Regions from separate parts of the Xenopus laevis genome. Here region 2 is linked to region 1. The links are chromatin contacts, called in public Hi-C maps. All regions are on one chromosome and are shown on one strand. The core of a region is the stretch at or near the end of the contact, and the rest is flanking DNA. Distances in the headings are between cores, read along the strand shown.

What was found. A called contact is a pair of places that touch in the nucleus more often than the background predicts.
Region 2: a contact with region 1 is called in a Hi-C map of the XL177 cell line, with 2.5 times the contacts expected there. The contact joins the promoter of zmynd8.S here to the enhancer-like site in region 1. A contact is called at or near these places in 2 of 4 Hi-C or Micro-C datasets (the XL177 cell line and animal cap).

The regions. Positions count from the first base shown.
Region 1 is chr9_10S:8,510,324-8,517,667 of Xenopus_laevis_v10.1, reverse strand. It overlaps zmynd8.S (zinc finger, MYND-type containing 8 S homeolog), which reads left to right. Exons shown (of 21, transcript NM_001177440.1): 5 at 2,170-2,388; 6 at 4,602-4,715; 7 at 5,907-5,999; 8 at 6,716-6,803. Among protein-coding and RNA genes, the nearest start is that of zmynd8.S, 37 kb to the left of the region's middle. Within about 2 kb of position 4,762, at least 4 of the 7 cell types and tissues checked have an H3K27ac peak or open chromatin away from gene starts, as enhancers often do. A contact at or near this core is called in animal cap, where this site is marked.
Region 2 is chr9_10S:8,545,307-8,552,319 of Xenopus_laevis_v10.1, reverse strand. It overlaps zmynd8.S (zinc finger, MYND-type containing 8 S homeolog), which reads left to right and starts at 1,492. Exons shown (of 21, transcript NM_001177440.1): 1 at 1,492-1,505. The coding sequence starts at 1,492.

The DNA of each region.
Region 1 (7,344 bases), core at 3,513-6,012:
GCTTTGCATTTAATTTCCAGTTTTATATGTTTTTATTTTCCCTGTAATTTAAAGGAGAAGGAAAGCTACCGAAGCAGTTTATTGCCAGTAGATAAGCCACAATAATGCAAGCTATAACACTATATTTATCCTGCAGAATGCTTTACCATAGCTCTGGAAGCTCTCTCTGTTTGTTTAGGATAGCAGCTGCCATATTAGCTTTCTGTGACATCGCTTCCTGCCTGAGTATCTCCCTGCTCACTCATTGCTCTGGACTCAGATTACAGCAGGGAGGGGAGGGGGAAAGAGGAGCAAACTGAGCATGCTCAAGCCTTAGCCCTGGAGGTTTAAGCTGAAAACAGGAAGTCTGATACAGAAGCCCATGAGTACACAATAGAAGGAAAGAAATGTTGTGTTTCTTTTGACAGAGGACTCAGAGCAGCATTACTTTGAGGGTTGACTGGTGTATTTATATAGACCTTTCTGATAAAGTTTACTTAATTTTAGCCTTTCCTTCTCCTTTAAATCTGGGAGTTCCTGTCTGTAGTCATTTTGTCTGCATGATTCTGTGATGCACGTTTGCCTGTCCTGGGCAAGCCACATTTGCATATCCATGCAGAAAGTCATGCAAGCTGAAATAATTATATAACCATTAATAGAGAACCCTCTATTGTGTCCTGTGATACCTATAGGTGTCTCAAAAATAAAACAACATTACAAATAAACAACAACGCAACCTCTTAGTATGTTGCTTTGTTGATATCGTTCACTTATAAGTCGAAACCCCAAGCAATAACCTGCTTCCAATTATTTTGTATTTCCCCAATTTCACTTTCTTTAGGGGACTAGATGAAATGTATCAGGAAAACTTTCAAGTTACCTTTCGTTAATGCAGCTTTATAGTTGAAGTTTAAACTGTTGCTAGAGTCCCACACACCCTAGCAACCAAGTAGTAGAAGTATGCAAGACTGACTCGAAGACGTATATGAGAGGCCCGGAGCAGAATAATAAGTCATAATAATATCACTTAGGGGCAGATTCATTAAGGGTGGAATGGTAAATAAGAATTTTTTTTTTGGTGTCAAAATTCACGCATTCGAATTTTAATTCCCCAAACTGAATGTGAGATATTAACACCTCGTCCATGGAAACCATTCTAATTCGAATATTCCCCACCTAAAACCTGCCGAATTCATTTACAAGTCAATGGCAGAGGTCCATTGATCCATTTGAATATGTTAATATCCTTCCTGACATTCGAGGTTTTTTTTCGGAGGAAAATTCGACTCGTTTTTTTTTTTTTGGGATCATTCCCATTCCATCGAATTTTAGGGATTCGTAGTTTTTCATAAATAACCTCCCATTCGAGTTGCGAGTACATTCAAATTTATTTAGAGTAAATTCGACCTTTGATAAATCTGCCCACTAATGTTTCCTCATTGCTTCCTTGTTGGTAGCATCAGTAATTTTAGGCCATGTTTATCTGAGCTTTACCTGCTTAGATGACTCCTGTCTACAAGGTGCTACATTTTATATAAAAGTCTAGTTTTCCTTTAAAGGGGAACTGTCGTGAAAATGTAATATAAGCTTCCTCATACTGAAATAAGAAACTTTCTAAATACAATCTTTTAAATATTCTGCTCTGTTTCTCTTCATTTTGTCTTCATGCGGCAGTTGGGTGTCAGATGAATGATCCAATATATCTTATAGGGGGGCTCCCTGAAGATGTATTAGAGCTCATGCAAATAACTTATTCCAGTACAAACAAAATAACTGCCTTTTGCTCAAATTCTGCATGTAGAGAGACACAATGGTGATTTTAATAGAGTGAGCTCTAATACATCTTGTAGGCAAAAGGAGCCCTCCTATAAGATATATCGGATCGTTCATCTGACACCTGACTCCTGAATGAAGACAGAATGAAGAGAAACAGATGCAGAGAGAGGGATAGCGAAGCTAAACTTGATTATTTCAGAAACAATGCAGAATTTTTAATTGATAGGGTGCTAACGGGAAATCCCTGTATTTCAACCAATGGCACGGGGGTTCATGCTTTGCTGTCATCTGTATTATTATTTTATTCCTGTTTTATTTGTTTGTTGCTTTGCTCTCTGCTTGTTTTGTTGTTTGTTGTTATGGCGCATCTGTTTTTAAAACCCCCCCAATCTGTCTCTCTTGCCTACATTCCAGTCAGAGCTAAGGCATGGTCCGTTTTACTATATGAAGCAGCCACTCACCACAGACCCTGTTGATGTTGTACCGCAGGATGGCCGAAACGATTTCTACTGCTGGGTTTGTCATCGGGAAGGTCAAGTTCTGTGCTGTGAGCTCTGCCCAAGAGTTTACCATGCTAAGTGTCTGAAACTGACAGCTGAACCTGAGGGCGATTGGTTTTGCCCTGAGTGTGAGGTAAGGGGCTTTAATTCAGGAAGCCAGTCGTCATGTTCCAGCCACACTAATTTTGGGGGGCTGAATGAGATGTAACATGATTATTAAAGGAGAAGGAAAGGCTTGGTGCACTTGGGGGTGCCATATGTTAGGCACTCCCAAGTGATGGTATTGACTTACCTGAAACCCCGGGTCGGTGCTCCTATCAGCAGAAAACTGCACCGGCCCGGGGTTATACCAGTGAGCACCATGGATCGTTCCTCTTCCATCTTCTTCTTTCTTTATATTTCCTGGGACTAGGGTTGCCACCTTTACTGAAAAAAAATAACCGGCCGGTGGGGGCGGGTACAAAAAGGAGGCGGTCCATAACACAAAAAAATACCGGCCGGGTGGCAACCCTACCTGGGACAAACGCATGCGCAGTTGAACGAAATATCGACTTTCTAGTTAAAAGTTCAGCTTTTCGTTCTTCTGCGCAGCAGAGTGAAGAAGGAGGAATACTGAGCTTGTGAGCTACAAGTCTTTTAGTTTTAATAATACTTAAAGGGGAACTATCGCGAAAGTGCAATATAAGCTTCAGCACACTGAAATAAGAAACTTTCTAAATACAATCAATTAAATATTCTGCATTGTTTCTGAAATAATCAAGTTTACGTTCACTATTCCTCTCTCTCAGCATCTGTTTCTCTTCATTCTGTCTTCATACAGCAGTTGGGTGTCACATATTCATTGACAGTTAGGGCAAGGCCAGATGTGGCGTTTTTGCGACATTTTTAAAAAAGAACAGCCAACGTAAATACGCATAAACTACACTACCACTGAAACTAATGGAAAACGCACTTCACACAGGGCGCTTGCAAGCTGTAATCCGCCACAGGACGCCAGTATTGGCGTTTGTTAGCAGAAATGCCAATACATCAAGAAACTAACAAATCAATAGACTCTATGGGATCTGCATGTTTGAAACCACACTTACGTAAATACGCAGCATATTTTAAATATTAAATTCAATGAGAACAATGAGAAGTGCATGTTGGGAAAAGAATCCTACGTGATGAAAAACGCATGTTGACGGTCGCATGAGGTTTCAGTGGCGTATTTACGCCTGGCTGTTCTTTTATAAAAACGCAATGTAAAAATGCCACGTCAGGCCTTGCCCTTTGATCCAATATATCTTATAGGAGGGCTACTTTTGCCTAGAAGATGTATTAGAGCTCACTCTATTAAAATCATCAGAAATCCTGCCTCTCTACATGCAGGAAAAGGCAGTTATTTTGTTCGATTTTGTTTGTAATGTAAAGGAATTATGGTGGCCATAGACGTAACAATTACGATCTTTCTTGAAAAATATCTTTCCAAGGTCGTTTGTTTCAATACACACGTGTAGAGCTGAATGGTCAGATAAACATATAGAAACAATAGAATTCTACCTGTATCTGATGATTCAGCACTAACAATGGCCGATGTTTGGGTGCCTTCAAAGGCACCTTTCAAAATCTTCTGTCCACCCGGTCGACGAGCTGACTGATATCCAAGTCTTCAGCAGATATCGGGCGACTCTTTTCCCACCTTACACGCACCGATTATTGTACGAAAATTCGTTTTGTACTATATTATCTGTGCATCTATGGCCACCTTTACTCTTAAGCAGCAACATCACTGGAGAGGTTGGATTGGGCTGGTAACATTACCTGGGAGGGAAGGTCCGTGACAGGGGAGATTGTCGCACCAAAGAAGAGTCGATTAGTCGCCGCCGAATCTGCCCGTGTGCTAAAGCCCTTAATATAGGTTACTGGCCCAATGTAAAGCTCCCCATAGACGCAACGATTCTTCTTGCCGAACGACCGATTTTAGGGAAGCCCGAGCAATCCTTCGAAATTATTGTGCGGTTAGTGGGATTCGAACGATCGAACATCTTACGATTTTTCGGCCGACATCTGTGAGGAAATTGATCGGCCAGGTTAAAAAATCTTTGTCGGTCCCAGTGCAATCTATCTATGTTTGCAGGGCCAAGCAGGCAGCTCCCCTTTGTTTTCCTGCCAAATTGGTCTTTTTAGTTGATGGTAAATTCGTACGATCGTTCTGAGAAGATCAGGATCTGATCTTATAAAAATCTCAACATCTATGGCCAGCTTTAGTTAATGTGTCACAAAGATGCTTTGGCAGTTCTCTGCCCCCACCCAGACATCTGTGTTTATTTAAACATGTATTTTTCCTTTCTTTTGTCTCCTTAGAAAATCACAGTTGCAGAATGCATAGAGACACAGAGCAAAGCAATGACAATGCTGACCATTGAACAGCTGTCTTATCTGCTTAAATTTGCACTACAGAAGATGAAGCAGCCTGGGGTAGGTCTGGGTAATGAGCATGCCTTTGTCTTGTCACGGTGGCCTTCTTTGTATGCGGACAGTATGTGGTTTGCCTGAACAAATAAGCATGTGGCACACAGGGCATTAGTGCACCAGCATCGGAATTAGTTCAACATGGAGAGAACAAGACAGAGAAGTAATGATCCTGCGGCCTATTGGCCAATGAAAATTTAAATATGGTGATCAAAACACCGTTTGTGCGATAGGGCTAACTGATCCATTTGATAAATGGTGCAATCAGTTTGTGTTGGATAAGGTGAGCACTATGTAACAATGTTCTATTGGTGATGGGGACCAAAAAATTTTCTGCATTGCATTGTGGGTGCAGATTTGTGGTGGATTCCAGGAGACTAAACGGACATATGGCTTTTCACTTAGTAGACTGTGAAATTTGTCCCTTAAAGGAGAACTAAAGAAGTAGCTAGAAATGTTGTACATAATGTTTTGGGCTTCTGTACCAGCCCAAGGCAACCACAGCCTTTTAGCAGTAAAGATCTGTGTCTCCAAAGATGCCCCAGTAGCTCCCCATCTTCTTTTCTCACTGCACATGCTCTGTGCTGCTGTCACTTACTGAGCTTAGGGGCCCACTCACAATATACAGTACACATAGAATAGAAATGTCACCATATAAGGCTGATTAGTAATTAATACAGATAATTACTACATGGCAGCACAGAAACCAGTGCAATTAGCATCAGAATTGAATAATCAGCAAACCTGTAGCATCAGCTTATATTACAGCCAGGGAAGCTCATTTTCTGCTGGATAATTAGTGACGAGCCCTAAGCTTAGCTTCTCAACAGCCAATCAGAGCCCACTGAGCATGTGAGTGTCACAGACACTTTCCAAGATGGTGACCCCCTGTGACAAGTTTAAAGTCCTGGATCATTGCTGCTATTGACAAGCTCAAACTTTAGACTGGTGCAATAAGTTCAGTATATAAAATATGGCATTTATAGCCATATACATTTTTAGGTTTTAGTTCTCCTTTAAGCCTATGGCCCACATGGTATATTCTTCACTGGCATTATTCAGCTGGTGGAGAATGGTCATGATCGGCCTCATCTCCACTCGTCTTGTCAGTTTTACAAAGGGCCCTTGGAATGGACAAGTAAACACAGCATTTGCTGCTGGAGCCATTAGTAACATCTGTTTCCTTATATTCTACAGACAGAGCCATTCCAGAAGCCGGTATCTTTGGAGCAACACCCTGATTATGCAGAATATATATTTTATCCTATGGATCTTAGTACCTTAGAAAAGGTAAATTACCCATTGCATGCATTATTCTGTTTCAGTATAGCACATGTCGGTAATTCAATATTTTAAAATTAGTCAACTCTATTTTGTAGCAAATTATCATTTTGTAGCAAAAGTATATTAAAGGCCAATATACCCTTAATTAACGGGCTGTTCTTGCTAATATTGTATTTAAAGTATTCTATTACTGACCTTGCTCTAAAGGTCCTGCTACTTATGACGTGAAACCATGTCTAAGCCTTGCTACAGTACGATGACCTCTAAGGTGATTATAACACAGTAGAAGGGCTACGGGAAGTAATACTGAAGCTTACCCACCAGCCTAAAGCAATGAATAATGAAACTACGGGTATGGGATCCGTTTTCCGGAAACCCGTTATCCAGAATTATAGAATGGCCCTCTCCCGTAGATTCAGTTTTATCCAAATAATCCAGATTTTTAAAAATGATTCATTTTTCCTCTGTAATAATAAAACAGTAACTTGATCCCAACTAAGATATAATTAATCCTTATTGGAAGCAAAACCAGCCTATTGGGTTTATTTAATGTTTACATGATTTTCTAGTGGACTTAAGGTATGAAGATGCAAATTACAGAAAGATCCGTATCCAGAAAACCCCAGGTCCCCAGCATTCTGGATAACAGATCCCATGTCTGTACAAAGACGCGGTTATGGGTTACTATGCTGCTGATACATTTTATTATTTCTCATACACAGAATGTAAAGAAGAAAATGTACGGTTGCACGGAAGCTTTTCTGGCTGAAGCCAAATGGATTTTACACAACTGCATTATTTACAACGGTGGTGAGTATTTTGTACTTATTCATGATATGGCTGAAATGGAAGTGGAGGTTCAAAAACATATATTAAAACTGCTTATCGGTGCTACAGTAACTCCCAGCAACTGGAGGGATTATGTTCTCTATAGTTACACCTCTGTATGTTGCCGGGATTAAGTCCCTGCAAGAAGCTCACCAGGTATTATCTTAATTTTTTATGTCAAAGGTGCAGGGTGTAGACCCAGATACTTCGTCAAAGTGCTGTTAACTGTGAGAATCGCCACTTGCAGCTGATGAAGAGAGCTCTGTGACTCATATCAGTTATCAACTAGATAATATTCTACTAACTTGGGGCTACTCTGTTCATCACAAGGACTTTTCTCTAATATTTCTCCACCTCCGCCACCCATGGGGAGCACCTTCACTAATTTGGATTAATTATGCAAATGATTCGTGGGGGAGGTAGGTTTGGCTGGTTTAAATAGTCACTGTGTTCTGTTCCCTGTTAGGGTCAGGACACACGGGGAGATTAGTCGCCCAGCGACAAATCTCCTCTTCTTCAGGGG
Region 2 (7,013 bases), core at 243-2,742, 38 kb before region 1:
TCAATAACCTGCTTGTCCAGTCTTTGGTCAAAGGGCCAGTATACTGTATATCCGGCAATACACATACCAATAATATTTTTTTTAAAAAAGTCCGGTCTTTGCAACGAAGGACTGGAACAGTAGGAAGGGAGTCCATCCATCTGGCAATTGTGTTTAATTCTACCTGGTTGGCCCTTTTATAGCCTCCATTAGGTCTCCCTACAGGCATTTTCACAATAGGAGGGGCATCTCTGTATAAATTTATAGCCGGCTGTTGCTTTTGTTGAACTGTGGGAAATACTATAAGTCTGGAAAGGTGAATCAATGATATTCAAATTATTCTTTAATGATAAACCAGGAATGCCCTGTGTTGATGTGTAGCTGTGTAACAAGGTATAAGCCTATAGGAGGCTACTTACCTGACATGAGTACAACATACCTTGCCTAGAGATTAAGTAGGGCTATAAAAATTCAGCTGTTTTATCTTGCAGTTTCTCTCTTTGTTTGTTAAAGAGGGTGGCTGTGACCCAGCGTTAATTAAAGTGCAAAAGAGATTCATTTACATACAAATAGGCTTTGTCTCTTCGTTTGCACAGATACCTGGACCCCTCTCATATGAAAAACAGACCTTGCAGAGTTAAAAATCTGCAGTTCACACTCAGCTACAGCGGAAGCCTTTTCCCCCCTTTTGTCCCCCCCCCCCTTCTGTCTGTTGCTTTAAAGACAGTTTGAATCGGAGGCCTTGGGAGGATGGGGCATTATAAAAAAAAAAAAAGGTTTGCTTTGCTGAATGAAACTGACACTCTGAGCTTTAGTCATGAGATTGCTGTGCCTTTTGTGAACTGATTTTTATTTACCCTTCTGCTGCTTTCTTTACCCAAGGTGCAAGAGGAGTCCAGTGCCGCTGCCAGCAAAGTGTCCTGAAGGTTTGTGGTCAGGGGTTTTGTGCTTTTGGCCTCCATACAACATTGCTACTGACATTCTCCTTATCACACAACATTATTCCTGCGAATCTGCATGCCTTTGGGTTTTTTTTTAAATGTAATAATATGATCATAAAAATCATAAAAATCATGTACAGATCATGTCTTTTTATTTTAGCAGGCTCAATAGCAGTGCTTTTTATTTTAATTCGTCCTCCTTGTTCCAAACCTCAAGTAGATGAGAATAAAACCCCTGGGTTTATTTCTGTAAAATGTAACGTATTCGGGAGATCTTTTAAAACACATGTCTTTTGCTGTTGAAAAAAAAAAAGGCCTAACTTAGCCTGTCTTTTTTTTTCCCTTGCACAGGATGCCTTTTGCTTTCCAGAGCTGCACAAAGATAATCACTCAGGAAGTGTTTCAGCCAATGGCCTGAAGCGTGACATTAGGATTTGTGTAAGCACCCAATCCTGCCCCGGCTTCTATGAAGGAGACAGATCATCAAGCTGAAGTGCCAAACCCTTTTCTGTCTGAGTACAGAGACTCTGTCCTCCATGTTTTATAAGTATTGACATAACACTGTGTTACAATGCATCCACAGAGGTAAGCCTTGCTTTTTGTTTTTTGAAAATTGTCTACCCATCTCATGGATGTACAAACTGGGCTTTTGCAGGTCACATCTCGGCGACTTGTCGTGCAAAACTCACTTTATATCTACAGTGTAAATGTGCTTTCTTTGGGTCACATGGTCTGGATGCCATGAGCCAAACTGCTTACTCTGGCTAGAGCTTAACTTGTGCTAAAGGAACTTGGGCATAACTTTTTTTTTTAATTTTTTTTTAATCTTTTCTCCCAGTGAAAAAGGTGGTGTTTTTTTACCCTAGTCTTTCACAAAAGCCAAGCCAAGGAAGAGCACTCTCCCTTCATTATTGTCACATGCTGCTGGGGAGAACATGGAGTCTGGCAAAGCACAAACATTAAGCAGCCCCCAAGGAAGCCAAACGCAGGAGGCTGGCAACTTAAGCATCAGGCAAGTTTATCTTCTCTCTCACTAGAAGAAAAGTCAAGGCCTTCAAGGAAAAATTAAAACAAAAAACACTTTATACTGTATGGCAGGAAACCCTTCTTACTAATGCCTGGGTTAGATTTGGGGCCTAGCCTGCATCCTGGATTGATTTGCCCCAAGGTATTTTTTGTTTTTTAACATTTTTATACATTGAGGACTTGTTTATTATATTCCTGCACCTTCCCTGGAATACTTTTTTTTTATTCTTATACCATTTTAAATCTGGATGTAGCATACCTCACAGCAACAAACTAATATGGATTTAACACAGTAAGTACTGAACACTTTTTTTGTATTTTTTTTGTCTGAGTGTATTTTGGCTATAGCTGCTTGCCTGTCATTTTGTTTTAGTACAAAATAGTCAGTTACATTTTTTCAGGGGGGGCTTTTGTACTTTCCTGGATGTAGATTATAAACAGGGGAGAATATTTCCTAGGCAGCATGGCTATTTTTATCTTTTTAGCTGTAAATTACTGGAAAGGCCTGATAGAGACGAAGCATATGGGCCTTCACTAATGTGAACAAGGGTTAAGTAACTATGTAATGACTGCTGCAACGTCTCTGGAATTTTTCTTTAAACTGAAAATTACATTTACAGAGCTGGCAGGAATATTTGTCAGATTTTTTGTGTTTAGCTTCATAGTAAAGAAGTAACTATCTAAGTTGCTGTTTTTTTCTTTTATTTTTGGTGTGTATGAGGTTTTTTTGTGATTAATCCGTCTTTCAGGGTCTGCTGTTACTTCCTGCTGATCACATGCCAGAAAACATTTTTTTTTTTCTATATTTAAGTGCTGATTTCATTTCTTTTTTTTTTTTTATAAATATAATTTTGTTCAGTCGGGACTCTGAAATGACACAACAAATCCTTTTGTAAATCATTTTTTTCCAGCCCACTAAACAAAAGGATGTGGTATCTGCCAGAGAGAATTGTGTATTTGTGTTACTTTCGTGGAGACTTTAATCAGCTGTTTTTGTACTTAGTTTGCAATCTATATAAGTGCATGCTGGGGATCCTCATCCCCTACTTTTTTTTTAATTTGTAGGAAACAGGTTGTACATTATAAGATATATTTGACATTTTAAAGGAAAACATAAGTACAGGCAAGTCATAGCTATGAGAATTCACTCCCTTCCCCCAACACTCTAGGCCTTGTGTATTTTCACGGGAGGCAAATTCCTATTGTATATTCCTTGTTTGCACATTTTTTACCTGTTGTAGTTTGTCACCTTTAATTTATATTTTATTTGTCCTTTTTTCCTTGAATTATTATGTTTTGGGTTTTTTCTTGGCAAGCCCAGGTTCTACCATATTGCACCAAGAAATGCATTTAAAATAAAGCAGTCTTTTTATGTTGAGATTATTATTACCCATCCGTTTTCACACAGAATGCTGGTTAAAAATTAAATGGCTGGTTTTTAACCTCTTGGGCCTGACACACAAAGTCATGCAGCTCTCTGACAGCCAAGGTAGTGCATTCACAAAATGGCAGTTTATATAACATGCTGTTAAATGGTTGCCAGTCTCTAGGCAACTTTCCCTGGACTGCATTATGCATTCCATGTACATAACATTTAGTCCAAAGCAAATATTCCCTGGCTGGGAAGTGTAACCGTTGGGTAAAAGATGAAAGGAGGTTTGTGTTTTTTGACCCAATTTATTCCCATCCCCCAACAGTTTCGGTGCAGAATGCAGAGAATGTGTCTGCTCTGGTGCTTGAGGAAGGTAGACGGAGCACACTGGGGAGTTGAGACAGAGAGCTTACTACGTACTGATAGTGGGCATGGTAGTTAGGTTCTTGGGCCTACTTATTGGGGGTTTCTTTTTTACATGTTTCATCATGGCTGCAATAGAAACTTAACTGGTGCCATTTTCCATTGGTTACGTAGCCACAGAATCAGTCACTGATTATTCATTAGTATGGTGTCCATATGGGCCAAAAGGCTTGCACAGAGACCTGGTAAATGAGTATTTGCAACATATAGCTATTTTTGAGCCTGTTCTTTTGATTTCTTGTTTTTATATCCGTCTACCCTTTATTCTTCCATGCAAGCGTTTGATGTAAATATGGTGCATGTCTTCTACCAGATTTTCCATTCCTGGCAACTGAACATAATGGCTGCCTGTAGGAACTGGCTTCTTTTTTTGCTGCATCCAATGTTGCCAGGTGCTACATAGGCCGAAGAACAACTTGAAAATGTATGGCGGAAGACTGGCCGACCGATATTGGCAAGAGACTTGGATATCAAGTATCTGCCAAGTCGGAATAGCGCCCAAACATCGGCCAGGGTTTACAGCTGAATCATCAGAAATAGGTAGAATTCTATTGCTTCTATCTGTATAACTGAGGATTCCGCTCTAAATGTCTGTATTGAAAACGAACGTTCTTTCTTACGACCAGTGGTTGCATCAATGATTGTAATTGTTACGTCTATGGCCACATTTAGGCCTCCAAGAATAGTAGATTTTCTAGCAATAAATAATTGTCTCCGATAGCTCCTTCATGACAATTCATGAGCGAACACTGTTTATGGGCCTGGCTTTGTTGGGCATAGATAACGGTGTTTCATACTGGCACACGGGGAGATTATTCATCCAGTGACAAATCTTCTCTACTGCGCACGACTAATCTCCTCAAATGCCTTTTCGCCGGCAAGAATATGAATTGCCAGCGGGATGACATACAAGTCGCTTCAGATTTCCGAATTTGCTTCTTATTCTTGCCGGCGGGTAGGCATTTCGGAAGATTAGTCGCCCACAGTAGAGAAGAATTTTCACTGGACGACTAATCTCCCCGTCTGCTACCACCCTTACATTTTGGATGATGGGCCTTTACTATCTCATCTGCTGTAATGTCCCTTACTCTCAGAACCACACCAGATATCTTTGTAAGATATTTCAGTATAGCAGAAACGTACATATACATGTACTGGTAAAATCTGCTGGATCATCCCCCCCACTGATGTCTGTGTGCTATGAATATTGCTTGGTTTATTGGTTGATCATCTTCCAATCCAGTATGGAGGCCAGCGCATGGTGCATCAGCAGATGAGGAAGTGAATAGGAACCCCTCTTCGTTTCAGTGAATAGGAACCCCTCTTCGTTTCACTTCCTGCTGTTCTAGTCATTATAGAACAAAGGAAAGGTGGCCATAACATGTATGATCACTAGTACAGCATTCATCCTCATGTCTATTGCTCAAATAATGGTTAGAAAGAGGCCCTTTAAGGCAAAAACAACATGGTGGAGCCCCCTAGATTGCTGTGGTTGCAATGATCACATTGAGAGACTGCACCAACAACAATTTTGGTGCAATCTGTTGCTTATTTTTTCGATGCCATGTGCTGAACTTCAGCGTTCCATTAATGTCAGGGAATCCCGCTTGCAGGTTTCCCCAGTGAGGGTCGTTGCTATCGCTCGTTAATCTTTATGCCACTTCCCTGCCACCCCAGGGGATCCTGAAAGCCATTTTTTTTGTAAAACACTACAAGAGACTGTCCCATTTACTGTAGTCATCTAAACCATCTACTTACCATAAAGCAAAGAAGGACTGTTATTTTTATTGGCACTTTTATTTCTACACATAATGATGGTAAGGCTGTGCCCCTTAGGGCCCATTGCCTGAGGAATGGATCTTTGGGCCAGTAAAGGTAAATGCAGGCCATCGGGAGAGGACTGGACGGAGGTCTGGAATAACCGAGTTAGCAACTTTTGTCGGCCTGTTTATGGCCACCTTAAGACCACCTTAAGACCAGTGTGGTCCTAGCCTTAAAGGAGAACTAAACCCTAAAAAGAAATGTCTAAAAATGCCATATTTTATATAGTGAACTTATTGCACCAACCTAAAGGTTTCAGATTGTCAATAGCAGCAATGATCCAGGACTTCAAACTTGTCACAGGGGCTCACCATCTTGGAAAGTGTCTGTGACACTCACATGCTCAGTGGGCTCTGATTGGCTGTTGAGAAGCTAAGCTTAGGGGTCGTCACTAATTATCCAGCAGAAAATGAGCTTCCCTGGCTGTAATATAAGCTGATGCTACAGGTTTGCTGATTATTAAATTCTGATGCTAATTGCACTGGTTTCTGTGCTGCCATGTAGTAATTATCTGTATTAATTACTAATCAGCCTTATATTGTGACATTCCTATTCTATGTGTACTGTATATTGTGAGTGGGTCCCTAAGCTCAGTAAGTGACAGCAGCACAGAGCATGTGCAGTGAATCAGCAGAAAAGAAGATGGGGAGTAGTGATGTGCGGGTCGTGTAAAATCCAAACCCGCATCCAACTCTAACCCGACCTCCCTCAGCCAACGCCTGCCCACGCTTTCTTCCGGGGTTCCTTTTATACACCCGTCCCGCCGATAAGATCACAAAAGGGGTGGGTCGAGAAGGCACGCGTCTATAAAAAAAAAAGAAACCGGCAGTGTAAGGTAGTGGGCTGGGAGAGCAGGAAGAGCTCAACTCAGACCCGCCACCTGCAAATAAGGGTGCGAGGTTGGCCCAAACCCACCCTACCCACGGGTAAACCCGCTAATGGGGAGCTACTGGGGCATCTTTGGAGACACAGATCTTTACTGCTAAAGGGCTGTGGTTGCCTTGGGCTGGTACAGAAGCACAAAACATCATGTACAACATTTCTAGTTACTTCTTTAGTTAGGCTTTAGTTCTCCTTTAAGGACACTAGTGAAAAATCGAACGTAATCAAGATATTCCATCACAATATGTGATCTATTTACCTTGACATATAGTGTATAGTGTATATAGCAGTAATAATAGAGCATTTGCATATTTAGCTGCTTTTGCACACAAACCCATGCTCCAATGTAACCAGGTTTTACACACTGTTAGCAGGGAAGAAGGGGGTGGGGGAAGCCTGCATTGCACCAAGACACCAGGGAAGGAACAAAAAAGTGTTTGGCAGCTTTTGCAGGCCAATCTGCTGTCCCAGTGCAACACCAAAACCAATGGCAGCAGAGGAGGTTAAAGATTGACAGCTGCAGAGACGAGGCGCGAGAGGCCTTCTGGAAATTTCTGCCAAGCTCTGCT